5 separate regions of the Mus musculus genome follow, and regions 2, 3, 4 and 5 are each linked to region 1. A link is a contact called in public Hi-C, HiChIP or PLAC-seq and promoter capture Hi-C data. All regions are on one chromosome and are shown on one strand. The core of a region is the stretch at or near the end of the contact, and the rest is flanking DNA. Distances in the headings are between cores, read along the strand shown.

Region 1 (3,974 bases), core at 535-3,034:
ACTATTTTACTTCATATCTATAAAAAGAAAAACCTAGAAAAAAAGGACCAATTGGACCTGACTTCACATATGGAGTCAGTGCTGAGACACAACTGAACTTTCAAAAAGTCTTCACCAGCAGTCCAATGGCACAGAACCAACTTTAAAGTAAGCCAAAATAAATATGATCTCACCGCCCTCTTAAGTCATACCCTGACATCAGTTTGTTCTGGATTTTCATGTTGCTGTGAAAAACAAATGCTTGGCAAAAGGACTTGAGGGAGGATGGGTTTATTTTGGCTCCCATTAAGGAAGGACACAGGCCATCACCATAGCTAAGGCATGGAGGCGAGAGTGAGGTCACACTGACTGAAGAGACAGGAAAGAAACAGGAAACTGAGAGGAGTGTTGATGCTCAGTGAGCTTTCTCTTTTTTATTCAGCTCTTGACCCCATTGGGGCTGCTCACATCCATGTGCTTCTTCCTTCCTTCTTTCCTGAAATGTTTCTAGAAACATCCCTCAGACATACACCCAGAGGTATTCCCATAGCGATTCTCAATCCTGCCAAGTTGACAAAAATATCATATCATGGATAATATGGGTTATCCCATGTGTATTTTTATTTTTCCTTATAAAACTCTTCATCTGTGCAGCATAATTAGCCTAGGCTTTCAATTACTATGCATAAAAACCTGCAGGAATTAAATTTAAGATTAGCTAGACAAAAACCATTAGAAATACATGAAAAGCCATATTATTACATGCTGAGTCTTTTGGTCCAAGTTTAGTTTCTCTTATTTTTAAGAAATAAATGTGTTGATAAAATGATCAGAAACTGTTAAAGATGCATCTGATTGTTAGTTCAAAGTAAATGAAAACAAAGGCATTTAACCAAATGACATTCTCTTGCTAAATTATAGCAATTACTTTAGGCCCATAGTTCCTACAAAACTCTCCTTAAGACCAATGCAATCAGACCACAAGCATAATATATTTTTGGCTAAGCTCCCCAAAAGATGATATAGTGAACAGCCCAGAGGTGGTAATCAAGCCACTTATTAGCCTTTAAAAACACTCTGTAGAGGAATGTAGTGGTGGGCAGGAAAAATGATCAAAACGTATTGTATATGTATGAAATTTTTCTTTAAAAAAAAAAAAAAAGAGTCCTTAAGGACTTCATACAATGCATTTTTATATTTACTCCCCACTTCCCTGACACATCTCCCGGATTCGCACTCCACTTCCCCACTCGAACTTCAAGTCCTTAAAATCTTCAAGGAATAAAGAAAACAAAACTTCTCTGTACCATTTTCCATCCAAAACAACAGCTCATCTGCACCATCTCCAACGTGCACACTATCCATTCTCTTAATTATGGTTTCCAGTTCTAAAAGGAAGGTCTTAGCTGGGCGTGGTGGCGCACACTTCTGATCCTAGCACTGAGGAAGCAGAGACAAGTAGCTCTCGAGGTCTGCCTGGTCTACCTGGGTAGCTTCAGACCGGCTAAGGCTACATACACTGTGTGACCCTGTCTCAAGAAGGAAGCGCTTTAAGTCAAATTTTGACAGTAACAGAGGTGATAAGGTTTTGTGTTGCTTGGTCTTTGACCCAAGTCTCTCGAGAGCTGATGCAAAGAGCTGCCTTTAATCCGTATTCAGAAAGGATACTGAGGCACACTCCAAGGCGGGAAGAAGTTGCAGGCGACAACCGTGGAGCCTGTCACCCGGCTGGCAACTGCGGCCCACGCAGAGGGTGGAGTCTCGGGCTGCGCGTGCGTGCGCGCACGAGTCCCTCACTCCGCCCACAGAGTCCAGATGCCCATCCAGAACCTCTGACTCCCGAGGGCACCAACAACAGCTGATTTCGCAGCCTCTCCTCCTCCCAGACAGGGTCCCCACCTCCTTCCAGCCCGGAGTGCCCGGCACACCGGAAGTCCTTTTGCCCCGTCTCCGCAGAGCGGAGGCAGTGCGCGCAGAGGCAACCGGAAGCTCCTCTGCCCCTACCGTCAGCGTGAAGCCGCCGGGCGGCGCAGGCGCAGTGCGGCTCAGGCGGAGCTGTGGGAGGGGAGTAGGTCGGGGGCCGGTCCCTGAAGATGGCGGAGGCGGGGGTGAACTGGGGGTCTCCGGGCAGAGCTCAGGTGAGCTTATTTGGCCGGGGACGGCTCGAGGACGGCGGTGGCTTTTGGGAAGAGGAGCTGTTTATGTTTTAACGTCGCAGGCTGGCAACACTCCTAGCTGGTGTTGGGGGATCCAGGACCCGCAGGTGGGGCCTGCTGGGGCGAGGGGTCCCCGGCTTACCTGGAGAGAGGTCAGCGAGATCTAGGGAAAAACCAGCGGGCTCATAGAGGGACAGGCTTTGGGGGATGCCGAGGTCCCTGGACAGTGGAAGACTGTCAGAGTGGAAGAAGGCTGGAGGACAGCGGAAAGGGCGACCCTGGAGGTCTGTTTGGGGACAGAGATGGGCCAGCTGTCTAGTGTACACCTGCCCGGACTCGGTGCCTTGTAGTCTGGGAGGAAGACTCAGGCTTGTATGGGAGATGGATGGAAATTAGGTACATAACCGTAGGAAGTTTAGAATCTACCGAAATAAGAGGACTCCTGAGTTGAAGAGTAGGGATTGTGAATCGGAAGTGAATACCTTTTAGGTATGTATCAGTGGGTGCTGCCAAGCAGTTGTTGCCAGGGCCTAGAAGTCGGTTGGTGATAGTAAGTGGGGCTTTAGCGTCGTTCTTTGGGGATGAGCCGGCTGGTAAAGGAAAACAGTGCTTTGCTGAGGATGGCGTTTAGGGACACGAAAGGAGTTAAAACTTAAGTGAAAAGTTGTTCACGGGTAGTGTGAACTATGTCGTTGGGTGAAATAGATACCCCGAAGTGTTTACTGTTTTGTAGGATTGATGAGGAAATTCTTGGAGAAAGAGCAAATTGAGTTGACTGTTGGGACACTTATGTTGGCTGGTTTCAGTGACCACAGCAATGAAAGACAGTCTCCAGTTCTGGATTAAAACAAAACAAAACAAAACAAAACAAAAAAAAAAAACCAAGGCTTCCATGCGGGGCTTCCTCTCTGCCCCCCCTTCCCCCCTAGCTTTGGGGTTTGGCCCAGACAGTGAACTACTGAATGAAAATGAATAAAGGGGTGTCCCCTGTTAATTAATGACCTGCGGGGGAAAAACAATGACTGATGTTTTCTTCCTCCATCGTTTTTTCTGGATTTGTAACCGCTGATATTACTTGTTTTCATAGTATTCAGCTCGCATCTATTATGAAATGACCAATCTATGAGTCGTTTTGTATTCGGGGAAATTTGATGCTTTAAAAACGGATAATTGTGTTTTAGATAGAGATACTGAAAAGGAAAAGATAAAGGACAGTTCAGTAAAAACACTGTTTTTATTGTGTGTAGAAAATTATCACCAAGCAGTAGATAACATTTTTTAAGGACTAAGCTTTCTGTGCTTTCTGTTTAAAGCAGTGCGCTGTGTGACTGCTGCTTGCTTAATGGTTTCTGTGTTTGGGTTTTAATGTGGGGAGAGAAGAGCAACGGCACTTTTTCTTCCTAGAGCTTCTAACGCACCTTTTGAGAGTCATATCTGTATGCTTTTATTTAAGGAGGGTTAAAGCATGTCATGGAATTGCGGTTTTGTCCTGCTGATGCGTATTCTGTTTTGTGAACGCCGTTCTAATGAGCACAGCATGTGTTAAAAAAAGGGTGGTGGTGGTAGTAATTTAACATTTTTATTTGTTAATGTATCTAACCCAGTCTCAGAAGAGAGATTCATCTGAGAATGCAAACTTACCAATGTGACACTAGTTATTGAAAAATGAATAATCCTGTTTGCTTGCAACTAAATGGTTAAGTTACTTGATTTACCAGGTGTGGTGGTGCGTGATGGATATACTAGTGCTTGGGAAGTAGAGGCAGGAGAATCATATCATAAGTTCACCGTCATTCTTGATTATATATTGAGTTTGAGGTCAACGACCTAGACAAAAAA
Region 2 (3,974 bases), core at 851-3,350, 990 kb after region 1:
GGAAGTGTCATGAAGCCGCAGAGTGACATTCACCAAAGAGCCCGCGCGCGCCCGATGGGGATGGGGTGGCCTGAAGCCACCCGGCCTCGCGCGCGCCCTCTAGGCCCCTAATCCGGATACAGGAGGAAGCCCGAGAACGTGCTGTACTTGTTATTGTTGCCGCCGTGAGCCTTCCCGCCGTCCAGCTTCACGTAGACTTCATCGCCTGAATCCAGGTGCAGTACCACGCTGTTGCTGGCGTAGTCGTAATTCTGGTCCGCGTCCTGGGCTATGGCGCTGGCTCGCACCTGCGGGGCGAACCAGAAGAGCGAGCGGGTGGGACCCTGCACCTCTTCCTGAGTCCAAGCCTGGCCTCCCTCGCCCATCCCTTTGCAGGCTCCCTGCCTGCTACTTCAGTGTAAACACTCCCTCCTCGGCTCCAAGTTCTCTTGGTAGCAGAGTCAAGGAAAGGGGGTTTACTTGCCCAGTATGTAAAGGTCCTAGGGGGTCAAGGCCAAGATGAATAAACTGGAGGGAAAGGGATGGCCCACGTGCAATCACAGTGATAAAGACAACTGGGTTTTTCTAGGAGCCCAGCCACTTCAGGCCATGACTCAATCGATTGGGGACTGGAGACCTATTTAGGTGCCAGGGTCACTGTGCACCCGGGGTCCAGTCTCAAACGCCCAGTACATTTATGCAAAGGACAGCATAGTACGCAGGGAAGCTGGGCGATGCATGTGGTCCAGCGCCCACCCGACCCCAGAGTTTGCTGGGGCGCTGGAGAGTGGCAGGAAACAGTATATAGTTCCCTGGGGTTCCGGGCGCCTGTAATGAACGGTCTGCGGACTCTGTTGGGCCGGGAAAGGTAGGGAGGGGTGTGTGGGAGAAAGTCACTGACCTGCCCGTTCTTGCAGAGATCCGCCCACATGCTGGTTCCGTCGCCGCCACGCATGAGAATGTGGTACGTGAAGAAGTAGATGCCCCGCACCTGGCAGCTGAACTTGCCTGTAGTGGGGTCGTAGTGATTGCCAAGATTGGTGACCACGTCGTCGAACTTGAGCACCTCGTAGCCTTCGTGGGGGCTCTTGAGTCCCACGTAGAAGGCGATCTTGGGACCGCTGAAGGCGGCGCTCAGCGCACTGGTCACTTCTCCCTCCGTGTCGCCACCGCCCCCGGTTCCGCCACTCACCACTCCAACGCCACCGGCCGCGCTGGTTGTCAACTGCAGTCCGGGTAGCCCTGGCCTCCCCGAGTCTCCTTTCTCTCCCGGGGGACCCCTGGGCCCAGGAGGCCCTGGCTCTCCAGGAGGACCCCGAGGCCCTGGCTTGCCTGGTCGCCCCGGATCACCCTTTGGTCCCTGGATAAACGGAGGCGGGGGGTTGGCGCTGAGGTCCTGCATAACTTCCAGGGCAGCGGTACTGGGTCCCGGCGGTGGAGCCTTGGCGCCCGCGGGTCCCCCTGCGGGAGCGACGCTGTATGGGTCACAGATCATGCGGCAGGTGCCCAGCATCTCGTAGTGAGCCGCTCCGGGGGGCGCCGCCTGCAGCAGCAGAGGCACCGCGATCAGCAGCCCCAGTGCCATGGCCAAGAGCACGCCGACGGCCGCCAAGCAGGCGCGCCGCCGCCGCTGCCACAGCCGGGAGGCGACCGCCACCAGCTCCTCCTTGCCGCCTGGGGAGGTAATGGTGGAGCGGCGCCGGGTGGCCCCGCTCTATGCGTTCGGACGCCAACTCCGCAGGTCCCCTCCGCGTCCCCGACGTGGAGACCCCTCTCTTAGCCACCCAACTATTTCAACGAGAGGTATCCGGACCTGGGCTCCTGAGGCCACCGCTCTGGAACTGATCTGGAGAGTCGAAGAGCCCGACACGCATGACGAGGGGCTCACAGGACGAGCCCGGCACCCCGGCGGGGACCGGGTAGTGGCGGCTGGGGAATGCTGGGTCTCAGTGCGGCGTCCGGTGTTGGCTCAGCTGCGCTGGTTCCTGCTCTGCTGGGATTGGCGGGGCTTGGCAGGGTTCGGCGGGACGCGGGATCGGCTCTGCCGCACGCTCTGCTCTGTTCTCCCTCTACTAGCTGGTTCCCGGGCGGAGGGGGTACCCAGCTACCCTAACGTAAGATCAGGACTGAGCGGCGGAGGCGGCGAGGCAGCAGCGTGCGCTGCCATCACTCGGGAGACGGCGCTCTCCTGTCATCAGCTCCCATCCCGCGGCGTCCTCCGGAGATGTGCCTGCTGGCGGCGCCCAGGAGCCACAAGTGGGAGCAGCGGGCAGCAGCCCCTAGCTGGGGCTCCACAGACACACCCACTCTTGCCCACTCTCCTCTCGCAGACCACCAAGCTCTGGAACCCACGCGCGCAATCAGTGGGTGCATACAGCACCCACACACGACCACGATGTGGTGCCTGCGAAGTCCTGGCGGGGTCACCAAATCCATTTCCTATCTGGATGAGCCCAGGTCTCAACCCAAGTCCAGGACAGCCTAAGCTTCCAGTTCAAGAACAGAAGCACACACTGTATGTTGCAGCCTTTTCTGTTTTAAAACAGAAAGCGGGGTGGCAGAGGGGGATTCGCATACTACATACAGAAAGTAACCAACTTCCAAATAGAGGAGTAAGAGGAGGGGCACACCTACATCTTATTCAGAAGGCTGAATGGTCTTATATGTCTAGTCAGCTCTTGGAATTCGAACACGTTTAGTAACTGTTGATGAACAATTTTCAAAATAAAAAGAGGAAAGCAGGGCAGTGATGGTGCATGTCTTTAATCCCAGCACTGGGGAGGCAGAGGCAGGCAGATCTTTGAGTACAAGGCCAGCCTGGTCTACAGAGTGAGTTCCAGGATAGCCTGAGCTACACAGAGAAACCCTGTCTTAAGAAGAAAAAAAAGAGAGAAAGAAAAAAGAAAAAGAAAGGAAGAAAAAAACCTCTAAATTAATTAATTGAGCAACTAAGTGGAAACAATAAATAATTAAAGTAAGGCCTCTGGGGAAACAAGATGTCAGTAGTGGTACTGAACCCTTGTTTCTTTTAAAGGTTGTTTTTTTTTTTTTTAATTCATGTACATTGGTATTTTGCCTGCATGTGTGATCGTGTCAGATTCCCAAGAATTGGAGTTTCAGACATTTGTGAGCTGCTATGTGGGTGCTGAGAATTGCATCTAGGTCCTCTAGGAAGAGCAGCCAGTACTCTTAACTCAAGCCCTCTCTCCCCTGCCTCAACTCTAATTTCTTAAAGGCAGATTCCTTCTCCTCCTCCTCCTCCTCCTCAGGGTCTCAATCTCTTCCCCCTTCCTGTTGTTACTTATTTTCTTCTTTAAATTTAGTTTCTTTCGTAAACATCATACAAAATATTAGATGTCATTATAGCATTTTAAAACAACGTGTTTTAGTAAATTCTCCTCCCTTACCTTCACCATTCACACTGAAGGCACAGGGAGCCCTGCTCCAGGCTGGTGAGTGAGTTCCTCTCCAGGAACACCCCAGCTCCCTCTCCCTGCATCCAAATGCATTTGCACCCCTCCTCCAGCTGGGGCACAATTAAAGGAGAATCATCTATGTCCTTCTACTGCTACTAAAGAGGAAACAGAGCCACACACACTGGGCCCCTGCTCCCCCGGGGAGCTGGGAAGGCACCTACCTCAGAGGGGAAGAGCCCCTGGTCTGGGTAGGCTGGATGTCCTGGTGCTGTCTATCACCTACACAAGTGAGTGACCCCACACCTCTGGTTTCTGGGCCACCTTCCGGGGCGGGGCTTGTGCTCTAAAGAGAGTGGTTGTTTATCAGATGCCATGCTCAGTGGAGTCTCACTTTTCACTGTGGTTGCTTCTGCTCCCACCGCTGGCCACTTGCTGGTCCCACCACAGCACAGGTCTCCACAATATTCCTGCTAAGAACGGCTGTGTGGTTGCTTTGTGAGTTCTCTTCCCTTCCTTTGCAGATACAGTCCTGTGCATTCATGCCTTTTCTCCTCTAATATAGATGGGAAAACACAGGCT
Region 3 (3,974 bases), core at 541-3,040, 670 kb after region 1:
CTGGCGCCTGGCACCAGCCACCACCACTGAGAACCATTGGTCACAGGCTTGGGACCTGGCTATCACAATCAGGCTGGAGACTCACAGTGACATTCAGAGGAAGCCGTTTCCCCAGCATTACCTGAAAGCAGTGAGGTTAAAGGATCACAATAAAGCATCCACATCTCCTAACTCTGGTCCACACCAATTAACCCTGAAGTTCTTTTCTGGTTTAAATTCTGGTTTGGCCTAAGTCAAGGTCTCTAATAGTCTGGAGGAGTTCCTAGGGCTGCTGAGGGTGACTTTGGAATTGACTCTTTGTCCTCTCACCACTGACACCCTGGCTCTGCAGATTAGGTGTGTGTGTGTGTGTGTGTGTGTGTGTGTGTGTGTGTGTGTGTGTTGCATGTTTGGGCACATGTTTGAGGATGTCTGTATATATTTGGGTGCATGTTCATATGGAGCAATGAGGCCATATTCTTACTAATGCATCAGTGTAGCCAGTGCCTTGAGATATATATATATTTATATGTATATATATATCATCCCATGTCATCGTAGTGGTCTCAGATAACAACTAGTCAGCACAGTACCTCTTTCTGAAAGCTTGTTGAGAGCCAACAGCAGTGCTCCTGTGTATGGCATGGGCCAAATTGTCTGTGGAATATTGGAGTGCATATAGGGATACAGAAGCCAAATGGCACTCCAGAATAGTTTTCTTAACTAGCCATACCACTGTTCCTCTGGCACACTCAGACTCTCATCTCCTTCCAACTGATTACAAACAACCATGGTTCTCAAGGTCTCCTCTAGGATGCATACACATGCATGCTTTCATATGCAAACATTTAAACCACTAGGTTATTTATGCCAAAGCCATGTGTACTGATTATTTTTAACTGTCAATCTGACATAACTTAGAAATGCCTGAGAAGACGGTCTTAATAAGGAATTATCTAGCTCACGTTACCCCTTGGGCATGTATAGGAGGAATTGTCTTGATTGTTAATTGGAGTAGAAAGACCCAGGCCACTGTGGGCAGCACTATTCCCTAGGCAGTAAATGCTGGACCATATATAAGAGGGGAAAGTGAGCTAAGATGAAACAAGCAAACAAGGATCCATGCATGCATTTACATTTATTCTCTTTCTGCTCCTAACTGTGAATGTGATGTGCCTAGCTGTTTTAGATTCCTGACTTTCCTTCCATCTCAAAGATAAGACTGTGACCTGGAAGTGTAAGCCAAATAAACCCTTTCCTCACCTAAGCTGCTTTTTATCAGGGGATTCTATCACACTACTGAAACTAGAACATCGTGTCTCATCCCTTCCTGCTTCTGGGCTCTTTCCTAGCCAGCAATTCCTCCTTCCACTCTCTTTTCTCTCTGATGACCTGTTCATTCTCCAAAGCTCACTCACCCTTAGCACCCTCCTCCCTTGCAAAAAATTATTCTCTCAAATCTTCCAGAAACCTCACTCGTTCTTCATTTTTGGATTCCCCTGGGGCCTGGCACCTATTTTCTTGGAATCTGGTTCATTTGTCCCGGTTTAAGGAGAAAAGATGAGACGGAGCTCATCCCAGCGGCCGCCCTGTGCCAGGCGCTGTTCCCAGCAGACAGTGTCAGCTTATTAATGTTTGCTGAGTTTGAATCACCGTGTGTTCAGAATGTGTACTCACCAGCTGCCCAGATGCACCACACACAGCTCAAGGATGGAGTGCTGCCAGCTCAGGCGGAGAGACTGACTAGGCAGCAGATCCCTGAGCCACAGTGTGGCACACCCTGGGAGGGAGCCCTCAGATGCTCGATAGTAAAAGGAGCTTGCATGTTAGTAGTGATCGGTTAGTAAATGTTTAACAACTGGCTCTCCAGGAAACAGCATGCCCTGGTTTATAGCATTGGCTCATTTCTACAGTGTAAATGGAACTGTGTTCACTGATTCCGAGAGGCCAAGTGACATCACTGAGTGTTTTGTTTGAAGAGATGTTGGCAGGCTCTATGGGTGGATAAGAGGCATCACCCCACAGACGGTCAGCAGGCGTGTCTAACCTGTGCACCACTGACCATGTCACATGTGACAAAAGAAAGCTATGCCATAAATGTGGTCCAACACAAAATCATAAACTTGCTTAAAATACTATGAGATTTGGAGAGTGTTTGTGTATGCGTAATGTGTGTGTTCAAGTGTATGTAAGTACACAGGTATGTGAGGGTGCCCTTGGATGTGTATAGAGGTCAGACAACAATCCTGAATGTAGTTCCTTAGGTTCTGTCTTCGTTTGGGTTTCTGTTGCTGCAGTGAAACACCGTGACCAAAGCAACTTGGGGAGAATGTGTTTATTTGGCTCACACTTCCTAAGGGCTTTTCACAATCAAAGGAAGTCAAAACAAGAACACAAAAACAGAAGGAACATGGAGACCTGAGCTGATGCAGAAGCCATGGAGGGGTGTTGCTTACTGGCTTGCTCCCCAGGACTAACTCAGCCTGCTTTCTTATAGAACCTAGACCAACAGCCCAGGGGTGTCCCACCCAACAGTGGGCTGTGCCTTTGCCTATCAATCACTAATTAAGAAAATGCCCTACAGGCTTGCCTGCAGTCTGATCTTACAGGGGCATCTTCTTAGGTTCCCTCCACTCAAATGGCTTTAGCTTGTGTTGAGCTGACATAAAACTACCCAGCACATGTGCCATTCATTGCGACAGGGTTTCTCATTGTCCTGGATGGGCTAGGATGGCTTCCTTCTCTGGGGGTCTGCCTGTCCCTGCTTCCCAGTGCTAGGATTAAAATGACAAACTACCACACCTTGATGTGTGGGTTCTTGGGGTACAAACTCAGGTCCTCATGTTTGCAAAGCCAGCACTTGTGACGAAGCCATCTTCTCTCCAGCTTGTGATTGTTTGGCTTTTTGGTTTGTTGTTGTTGTTATTGTTGTTGTTGTTGTTGTTGTTTCATTTGATCACATCACTTTTCCAGCATAAACTTTACAATTACAACATCATAATGTCAAAAGGTTGTATGTTTCTGAAAGGCATACAGTCCCTGCTACTATCTCTATATTTATGGTCATGATACTGACCACTAGGGTTGTCATAGCATGCATCTTTCTCATATCTCTGTGTGCAGAATCTTATTCTAAGTTATCATCACCAATGTGTGAATTCTTTTCCCCTGTGTCCACCCTGACACTTTTTTCTCTTGTTCTATTCAACCCCACCATATGCCAGCCACAGTAACCTGCTAAACGCAGTCAGACCCTGTCACTCACTAGATTCAGCAGGCTGGTGGGGCTCAGGATGGGGGTTAGGGGAGTAGCCTTATCTGTAAAAGGCTTGCCATGTAAGCATGAGATCATGAGCATATAAACTCAGAGCCTCAAACCCCAGGTTAATTAAAAATAAGCATAATAAAGCCAGGGATGGCACTATTTGTAATCCCAGCCCTGTGGATGAGAAGACAGGTGTGTCCCCAAGGATGACTGGTGGCCCAGCATCGACAAGGCAGCAAGTCCCAAGTCAAGTAGAAGAGCATGTCTCAAGAAACAAGATGGACTACACCAGAGGAATGACTTCCAAGGTTGACCTATGGTCTCTGCACTACATGTTCCCCTCTCTCTCTCTCTCTGTCTCAGTCTCTGTCTCTGTCTGTCTCTCTCTCTGTCTCTCTCTCTCTCTGTCTCTCTCTCTCTGTGTGTCTCTCTCTTTCTCTGTCTCTCTCTCTCTCTCTCTCTCTCTCTCTCTCTCTCTCTTCCATAAAGTGCCCATGCACTCATCACAATGACCGCCTTTCCACCAACATGTTAATTACATTTTTGTGGCAACAAAATACGTAACCAGAGCAGCCTTGGGAAGGCTTTATTTTGGCTCAGAGTTTGAGGGGACAATAAAAGGTACAGCAGCAAAGCCCTGGATATGATCTCCAGCACTGCATGGACTGGGTGTGGTGGCACACATCTAAAATCCCAACATTCAGGAGACAGAGGCAGGAGGATGAAAAGA
Region 4 (3,974 bases), core at 1,074-3,573, 640 kb after region 1:
TAAGACCAGCCTTGGGGCCCAGAAGTTGCTAGTCACCAAGCTAGATGACCTGAGTCTCCTGCCCTGAATCTGTACTGTAGAAGATAGATAGAGGCACAGGCAGGGAATGAAATCTACATTTGGAGAAGGTCTTGGGTTCCTGGCTTCAGTGGGTAATAGATATTTATGACTAAGAAGTCACCCCAAAAGAAGCTTTTACTAGAGCCATGGCACTCTCTGATCACAGGCTCTGCTGGCCTTTCTAAGATAACCTTTATGTTCACATTTTAAACATTCTATGGAGATGCTTTCCTTCCTTAAAAAGAAGAAGGGGAGAAAGCCTTGAAGGCAGCTGTTTCCTATATGCAGCTGGATTCTGCCACACAACTGTTTCGCCTTTAACAACTTTGTCAAGCTTAATTTGAGAGTAATCTGATTGCAGGTATCAGGTAGGAACAGGACGCTTCCAAGGACCCAGATCCCCACAGAGGGGTCAGTTCTAGTATCCAGGGTGGAAGGGAAGCATTGGTCAGAACGCAGGAAGCCAGAGGACCACAGACTGGCTGTAAAGCGCCAAGTTCACCCCCACGAGTCCACCATGGACTCCAGGAGATAATGCCTATGGGCAGAAGGAATGAGGTTTTCATTGCCAGGTCCCCAGTAACATAAAATCTCACAAACAACCTCCGTAAATCATGCCGTGACAGCTACCGGGCTTGTCCAACGTTAAACATAAGGGACTCTTCTTTTAAGTGGGGCTGCAGTCGCAGGCGGCACCATCTCCAGTCCTCAAACATCTGTAGTTCATCTTATCGTTTGAAGAAATATATGAGTTTCACTGTCTTTTTTTTTTCTTTTAAGCCTTTTGCAGCTTCTGCTCCTTGACTTGTTTGAACACCATCTGCTATGTATAAAATTGGGGGTGGGGGTACAGTGTGGAAAAAGAACATTTGAGAGATCTGTGGAGCGAGAGAAAAAGCAAACACTTCTGTGGGCATCAGAGGCCATCCACTTTCCTTTCTCAGCACCAGCCTCTTGTGGGTGTTGAACTTGGGGTGCTGCCCTGAGCTTAGGCTAGAGCGTGCTCTGGGTTTTGAGGAGTTTGCTTATTTTATTAGTGTGTATGTGCTCTATCTATGTGGAGTATGTATGTCTAGTTCCTGTGTATGCAGGTATATGAATGCAGAGGCCAGAAGGGACAACTACAGATCCTGTTCTATGACCCTGAACCAGAATATCTCACAGATCCAGGAGCTAAGCTGGCAGCCGGCCCCAGTGATCCTCATACCTCCATTCAGCACAAAACCAAGGTTACAGGCACCTACACAGCCTCACTCGGCTCTTTACATACATGCTGGGGATGGGAACACAGGTCCTCACTCTCACACAGCCAGTGGTCTTACGTCTGAGCCACGTCTGAAGTCCCCCATTCTGGGTTGGTCTGGTGCTGGTTAATTCCTTACTAATCAGCTTTGCAGAAACCATGGTGACAGTGAAAGTCCGGCACAGGTGATTCTCGGGTCCTTAAAGACATGGAAACCCACCTCGGGATTGGCTGAGCCCCTCCAAAGTGTCTAGAGATAGGAAAGAAGCTAAATCATGGCCCTTGGAACAAGCAGTAGAGAGGGATGACACTCATATAATAGAAAGGCTAGTGGAGGGAGCATATGTCATAGCATAAAGTCACCACAGGGTGGTACAAACTGCAGTGCACAGTCTCCCTAGGGCTGGTATCTCAGAGAAGCTGAGGGACAGAGCACCAGGCAACTGGGCTGGAAATAAGGGCAGCAGGGGGCCTCCCGGCTCCTTCTTCCAAAGCAGAGGTGTCTGAACTGAAGCAAGCAGTCTACAGGCGACAGATGTTTAAACACTTGACCCCTAAATTAATCACCACCTCTTTGTACCCTAGGCCATGCCTGGTCCAGTTGCCTCAGCCCTAACGTGGTCCAGGCAACATACATAGCTCAAATTCCAGGGACTCCCATTCTATTGGCCAGGAAATTAATTTAAATGATGTTTTTAATGGCCAGAGCGTCATTATGGATGAACTAAGCCAACAGTGAGGACAGAGATTTTACACTAACTCTGAAAGATTTTTGCTACAAGCAGCTGTTGATCAAAAAACTGTTCATAGAACTCAAAGGCCCCTCAGACAATTTTACCATCCCCTAGTGGGGATGGTAAAACAAATACTTAATAAAACTGATTAAAGGGTTGAGGAGCTGACATAATCAATACAGTTCTTGTCAAGCAAACATGAAGACTTGAGTTCTACCCACAGAACTTGTGTATAAAGACTGGACATGGTCCTAGACGCTTGAAATCTCAGCACATGGGAGATGAAGGCAGGTGGATCCCTGGGGGTGGGGGGGGGGGAGGGACGTGGGAGGCTTTCTAGCCAGCCAGCCTAGTCTACCTGATGAACTCCAGGCCAGTGAGATACTCTGCCTTAAAAAATATATACAAAAACGGTAGACTGTTCCTGAAGAATCAGTACCCAAAGTTGCCATCTGACCTTCATGTAGATGCACACATCTTCCCAGTGGTAAAACATGTACCTGAGGTGGATAAGACTTTACCCATTGAAAATATTTTTACTGATTAATAACCCTCGAAATTCTCATTATCTTCAGCAGTATTGATTTTATTATCACAATTGACAAGAAGATGGTGTGACTTTCTAACTGAATTCTTGGTGAATTCTCTTCTTTGATTTCTTCCACTAAACTCCTGGCTGGACCTGCATTAAAGGTTCATATCTGTCTTGAGCCATAATTCTTAGTTTTTTAAAATAGGTTTTATTTTTAAATAATATGTAGATGTGCATGTAAGTGAGTGTAGATGCCGTCGGAGACCCAAAGAAGCTGCCAACTGGAGCTGGTGTTTCAGGCAGTTGCAAGCCATCCAGTATTGGTGCTGGAAACTGAACTTGGGTCTTCTTAGCTGCTGAACTATCTCACCAGGTCCCCTGAGCTACAGTTTTTAAACATTTCTAATCCTTTGTCTCTGAAATGAAATATGAAGATGCCATTAGAACTCATGGGTTTGTTTGGTTGGTTTGGTTTGGGGATTGGAGATCTGATCCAGGACCCAGTGCATGCTAAACCGTTGCTCAACCACTGAACTGCATACCTACACTCTGCTTCTTAATGGCAGGCTGGCGCCTCAGGGTTCCGGCTGTGTGGGGCAATCCACTTGGGTCTGAGTTAAGCATGAGGCTTTGCCTACCATGGGAAAGAAAAGAGGTGCTAAACTGGTCCCGTTCATATTAGCAGAGAGCTGTCAGTGTCTCCCTGTCATGTGTCCCAGCATCCTTCCCATCAAATTTGCCAAGTAAGTGGAGAGACATTTCGGGCAACATTACAAATTTAACCAAGCATGCCCATGTCAGGGCTATATTTTGATGAGATAAAAGAAATTTTACCCCTGAAGGAAACAGGAGAAGAAGACCCTGTTAATCGCACTCTGTGTGTGTGTGTGTGTGTGTGTGTGTGTGTGTGTGTGTGTGTGTGTTTTGTGTGTGTGTATATGTGTGTGTGGGTGCGCATGTAAACTTGAAGGCTAAAGGTCAACTGCAGATGTCCTTTCTCTGAACCTATCCATCTTCCTTTCTGAGATGTGATTTCTCACTGTCTTGGAACTTCTCATTTTTGCTACACTGGTGGCCATTCCCCAGGGAATCCACCTTTCTCTATCTCTTCAAACTCTGAATCACGAGCCTGCTGCGTCACTCCTTGCTGCTCGTTTGCTTGCTTGTTTATTTTTCAGGTAGGTCCTGAGGAATGAACTTAGGTCCTCACCCTTGCACAGCAAGCACCTTACTGACTGAGCCATTTCCCCAGCTCTTAGTCACTCCTAAAAGCTGAGAAAATAAGCCACGTGTGGGGGTAAAGTAACTCTCTTTTAATCCCGGCACTCGGAAGACAGAGGCAGTCAGATCTCTGGGAGTTCAAGCTCAGCCTGCACTACACAGCAAGAAAAACAGAGAACTGAAA
Region 5 (3,974 bases), core at 797-3,296, 570 kb after region 1:
ATAATAATGCATTTATATGGGATTTGGATCCAGGACAATTTTTTGTAAATATTATTTTGTGTTTTAGCATCAAGCCAAGCAGCCTGAAAAAGCACTTTCACCTACTTAATCTGATCTGAATCTCAAAATTCGAAAATCTTCCCATAAAAAGAAATCATTCTAAACTCTTTTCCAGCGCTGTGTGTACGCTGTCCAAATTCCCCAAACGCTGGCGCAGTAGCACCATAAGGAAATGACCAGTAATTCCTTCCTTAAGACAGTTCTGATATGGGAGCCTTGTGTGTGAACCATGCTACCTCTTTTCCTCTCAGGCACCTTAGGCAAAGGACTTCACCTTTTGAGGCCTCCATTTCCTCCTTGGGTTAATGGGACAGTACCTGCTTAGCATTGCAAAGGAAGTAATTCACAGTAGCTTAGGGATCCTTTCCTTACTCCAATTGTCCTGAGTTTCCCTTTGTTGAAAGGATGTGTTCCTCTGGGTGTGGTGGTGCACATCTGTAATCCTAGCCCTCGGGAGACTGGGGCAGAGGATTATTTGGGACTAGCCTGGGCTACATAATGAAACCTTAACGAAAAGGGAACAAAGGTAGGGGAGAAAAAAAGAAAGAAGAAGGGAAGAGAATGGAGAGGGAAAAGATGAATGAACTAAAGTATTATGTTATATGATATATATGTGTTAAAATATTAAATGCATTTGTCAGCTCATGTGCTCAAAACCATTTGACTATTGCACCATAGATTCTTATTCACAAATCTGATATTATTCATTCATTTATTCATTTACTCAATCTCAAATATGGATATGCAGTTACTATTCTGGGTGTGGGGCCTACAGATCTGAAGAAACCAGACAGAGCCTTGATCATCTCATAGCTACCATTTAACTAACTACTCAGCATCCTGGTTTGACTGGTGTTTCTGCACGTGGGTGAGAGACTGAAGGCAAGTTCACTCTAAACCCAAGAAGACTGCCTGAGGCTTGGCCTCATGGGAAGTGAGCTGACTCATTCATTTCTGTAAGTAGCAGGCCAGATTCCCAGAAGCTGGGCGGCCAGGGTCACACGATACTGTGAAGTGTCAGGCTGATGAGATAACACTTGCCACACAAGTGTGAGGCGCTGCATTCAGATCCCCTCGCCCATATGAAAAGTTGGGCTTGGAGTTACCTGCCTACACTCCCAGCACTTGATAGGCAGAGGCAAAGGATGACTGGGTCTCCCAGTCAGCCAGTCTGGACAAATCTCTGAGCTCCAGGTTTAGGGTGAGACCCTATCTCAACAAATAAGGTGGAGAGAAATTGAGGAAGATGTCTGGCATTGACCTCTGACCTTCATAAATGTGCACACACACACACACACACACACACACACACATACACACCCCTTTGAGCTTCTTTGCAGCTATCACTGCAGCTGGATGCTTTGTTCCTGAGGATCCCGACCCAGTTCCTGGAGCCAGCAGGAGCATAGTTTCCTCCAGGCCCCCGTGGTATTCTTACCGGCCATACTGGGGATTACACAGCCTTGAACTGACTCCCCGACAGCTTGCCTTAAAGTTGAGTCTATCCCAAAACGCTTGGCTCCAGCTCCACCTCATGACTTTTTCTAGCTGACGGATATGTTTCCAGCACAAGAGAGGTGCTGACAGCTCTTGTCATCTCTGGGGACTCAGACCTTCGCCAATATTCTGTCCCTCCCTGCTCTGAGACAGACTTCATGTCCCAGTGCCCATTAATATAAAACAAAACAAAAGGCCAGCTGGGCCTTCCAATGTTGCACAGCCTCCCTCCCTTTCTTCTTGATCTTCCACAAGCATCAGGACCTAGACTGGAGTCCCTGGGGATCAGTACCAGGCAGGTTGTGGGAACCAAAAAAGCATCTGCATGAGGGTAGGGAGATGGCTCTTTCAGTGATGTACTTACCATGCAAGACCTCTGTTTACATCTCCAGCACCCTCGTTAAAAAGCCAAGTATGGTAGTAGATGCTTATACGAGGGAGGCAGAAACAGGCCAGCCAGCCTAGCTGAATCAGAGAGCTACAGGTCCTTAAGAAACCCAGTCTCAAAGGTGGACAGTGCCTGGAAGGAGAGGACAGCTAAGGCTGTCCTCTGGCTTCTACATAAACATGTGGACACACACATACAGACAGACACACGTACACACACACACATACACACATTCTCTTTCAGGGTTATTGAAGAGACCCAAATTTCCCTTGGATTTCCCTGCTCAGCCCCTCCTCAGAATCAGTCCTCAGTCTTGAAAGGAATGCAGAGGACAGAAGGGTGACTCAGAAGATGGTGGCCTAGTCATCTGCTTCCCATTGTGGACTGCATTTTTCACATGTTACTGGGTGAAGTTAGCAACTGCTAGAAATAGAACAGAGAGATAAAGGGGGAAGAAGGGGGAGAATCTCAAGTTCTCTGGAGAAATCGGCCTGGATTCAGGACTTTGGTGTTACGGGGAAAGTCATCCTGCTTTGAACAGCTCTTTCTGACTCACATGTTGGCAAAGAATGTGCCGACCAGATAACTCCCTCCCCTCCCCCCGCCTGAAGCTGCGCTGCTGAAATCTGAACTCGTTCTAGTCGTCCTTGCTGACTTGTGAAAGAGATCTCTCTATATTCATTTGGGCTCACGCGTGTCACATGATCCCAATACATTCCAAATGCTAGGCTACAAGATTACTACTTAACCAAGGACAAACCAACAGGAATTTTAATCAAGACAATATCCAATAATGAATAAAGATGGAATGTTTTTTGGAGGAGATCCAGGATACACATTTGGGAATTTTTAATCTTGCTCGTCTTTGAATCTGGCAGAAATATTTTAAACTTTTCTGACCATGCCACTGCAGGCTGGATCCAGAAACCAGCTCTATCTAAGGTATTGAAGTATTTCATCTGCTCAGACATCGAATTTTCCAAACCCAAGCCAGTAATTGATACCAGATTAACTCAAATATGAATCAGCAGTCAAGTTCCTTTAAGTGCAATGTTTAAGATGAATTATTTTATGATACAAAAGATAAAAACCATCAAGATGATAGTGATCAGAACCTGACAGGAATGGCTGTGTCTTAGAAGTACTTTCCTTTGTTGTTTGTGTTCAGGACTGGCTTATCTGTGATAGTCCATCTGATTACTTAATTAAACCAAACTCAGTTATTGGAGGCCAAGTACTAAAGGGTGTTTGCCAGGCATGGTAGCACACGCCTGTAAGCTCAGGATTTAGCAGGCTGGAGGAAGAGGGTAATCATAGCCTGGGACAGTGTGAGAGTCGGGATCAGAAATGACAAATACTTCTGAATTGACACTAAACATACAGGATGCCTTTTAATAATTATTATTATAATAATTATAATCAGACCTGGAGAGATGGGTCTGTGGGTAAAGTGCTTGTCAAGGACCCACACTTGAATCCCTGGCTCCCATTAAAAAACCCAGGAGTGTCACTGCATACCTGAAGGCTCATACCTGGGGACAGTGGGGATAGGAGGTTCTCTGGGGCTTGCTGCCCAGCCATTGGAGCTAATTGGTGAGCCCCAGATTCAATGAGAGACTGTCTCAAAAGAGGAAAATAATGGTAGAGAGAGATTGAAGAAGACACCCAACATTGACCTCTGATCTCTATAAACACTGGCATACATATACAGGCATATGCACACACATACTTTTTAAAATAGTTCTTATAATTAGCTGCAGCCTGCCTCAAAAGCGATTTCACTGCTATTTCCATTGTTCTGAAGAGAATTATGAGGGTAATAAGGCCATGAGTATTTAAAGATTTTAGTACTTCATTGGGTGGAGCTTTCCCACACCCACAGCATCCCAACCTCCATCGCTAAATGGAAGCACGCATTTCTGCTCAAAAGGCTGCTCTGAGTGCTGATATCTTTGAAAGAGGCCAAGTACCTGAGCAGTTCCAACTACACAGGAGACTGAGGCAGGAGAATTAGTACTTGAGCCCAACA

The links. Promoter capture Hi-C pulls out the DNA fragments that hold promoters and counts their contacts. Hi-C and Micro-C count contacts between places; a contact is called where the count stands out from the background. HiChIP or PLAC-seq counts read pairs in DNA pulled down with a chosen protein or histone mark.
Region 2: a promoter capture Hi-C map of hippocampal neurons shows a contact between it and region 1, with 2.4 times the contacts expected there. The contact joins the promoter of C1ql2 here to the promoter of Insig2 in region 1. A contact is called at or near these places in 5 of 39 promoter capture datasets (embryonic stem cells, hippocampal neurons, liver and 2 more), 3 of 115 datasets of contacts at active chromatin or transcription factors (astrocytes, embryonic limb bud and large pre-B cells) and 1 of 9 other capture datasets (embryonic stem cells).
Region 3: a contact with region 1 is called in a Hi-C map of muscle stem cells, with 2.6 times the contacts expected there. The contact joins the enhancer-like site here to the promoter of Insig2 in region 1. A contact is called at or near these places in 4 of 39 promoter capture datasets (the 3T3-L1 cell line, cranial neural crest, liver and 1 more), 1 of 484 Hi-C or Micro-C datasets (muscle stem cells), 7 of 115 datasets of contacts at active chromatin or transcription factors (astrocytes, cardiomyocytes, embryonic forebrain and 4 more) and 1 of 9 other capture datasets (pancreatic islet).
Region 4: a promoter capture Hi-C map of the 3T3-L1 cell line shows a contact between it and region 1, with 3 times the contacts expected there. The contact joins the promoter of 2610027F03Rik here to the promoter of Insig2 in region 1. A contact is called at or near these places in 3 of 39 promoter capture datasets (the 3T3-L1 cell line and embryonic stem cells).
Region 5: an H3K27ac HiChIP or PLAC-seq map of the NIH/3T3 cell line shows a contact between it and region 1, with 2.8 times the contacts expected there. The contact joins the enhancer-like site here to the promoter of Insig2 in region 1. A contact is called at or near these places in 3 of 39 promoter capture datasets (the 3T3-L1 cell line and 3T3-L1-derived adipocytes), 1 of 15 datasets of contacts at CTCF or cohesin (the NIH/3T3 cell line), 1 of 484 Hi-C or Micro-C datasets (muscle stem cells), 2 of 115 datasets of contacts at active chromatin or transcription factors (the NIH/3T3 cell line and pancreatic cancer cells) and 1 of 9 other capture datasets (embryonic stem cells).

What each region holds. Positions count from the first base shown.
Region 1 is chr1:121,325,834-121,329,807 of GRCm38.p6, reverse strand. It overlaps Insig2 (insulin induced gene 2), which reads left to right and starts at 1,784. Exons shown (of 6, transcript NM_133748.2): 1 at 1,784-2,117.
Region 2 is chr1:120,338,708-120,342,681 of GRCm38.p6, reverse strand. C1ql2 (complement component 1, q subcomponent-like 2) reads right to left here and starts at 2,100. Exons shown (of 2, transcript NM_207233.1): 1 at 881-2,100; 2 at 1-287. The coding sequence starts at 1,564. The coding sequence ends at 108.
Region 3 is chr1:120,653,022-120,656,995 of GRCm38.p6, reverse strand. It overlaps a transcript of 2610027F03Rik not described here. Among named protein-coding and RNA genes, the nearest start is that of 2610027F03Rik, 30 kb to the left of the region's middle. Within about 2 kb of position 1,790, at least 37 of the 459 cell types and tissues checked have an H3K27ac peak or open chromatin away from gene starts, as enhancers often do. A contact at or near this core is called in hepatocytes, muscle stem cells, pancreatic cancer cells and 1 more, where this site is marked.
Region 4 is chr1:120,683,764-120,687,737 of GRCm38.p6, reverse strand. 2610027F03Rik (a long non-coding RNA gene) reads right to left here and starts at 2,323. Exons shown (of 3, transcript XR_001779385.1): 1 at 1-2,323.
Region 5 is chr1:120,756,018-120,759,991 of GRCm38.p6, reverse strand. All of the region lies in intron 2 of 2610027F03Rik (a long non-coding RNA gene), which reads right to left. Among named protein-coding and RNA genes, the nearest start is that of Gm29345, 48 kb to the left of the region's middle. Within about 2 kb of position 2,046, at least 87 of the 459 cell types and tissues checked have an H3K27ac peak or open chromatin away from gene starts, as enhancers often do. A contact at or near this core is called in the NIH/3T3 cell line, muscle stem cells and pancreatic cancer cells, where this site is marked.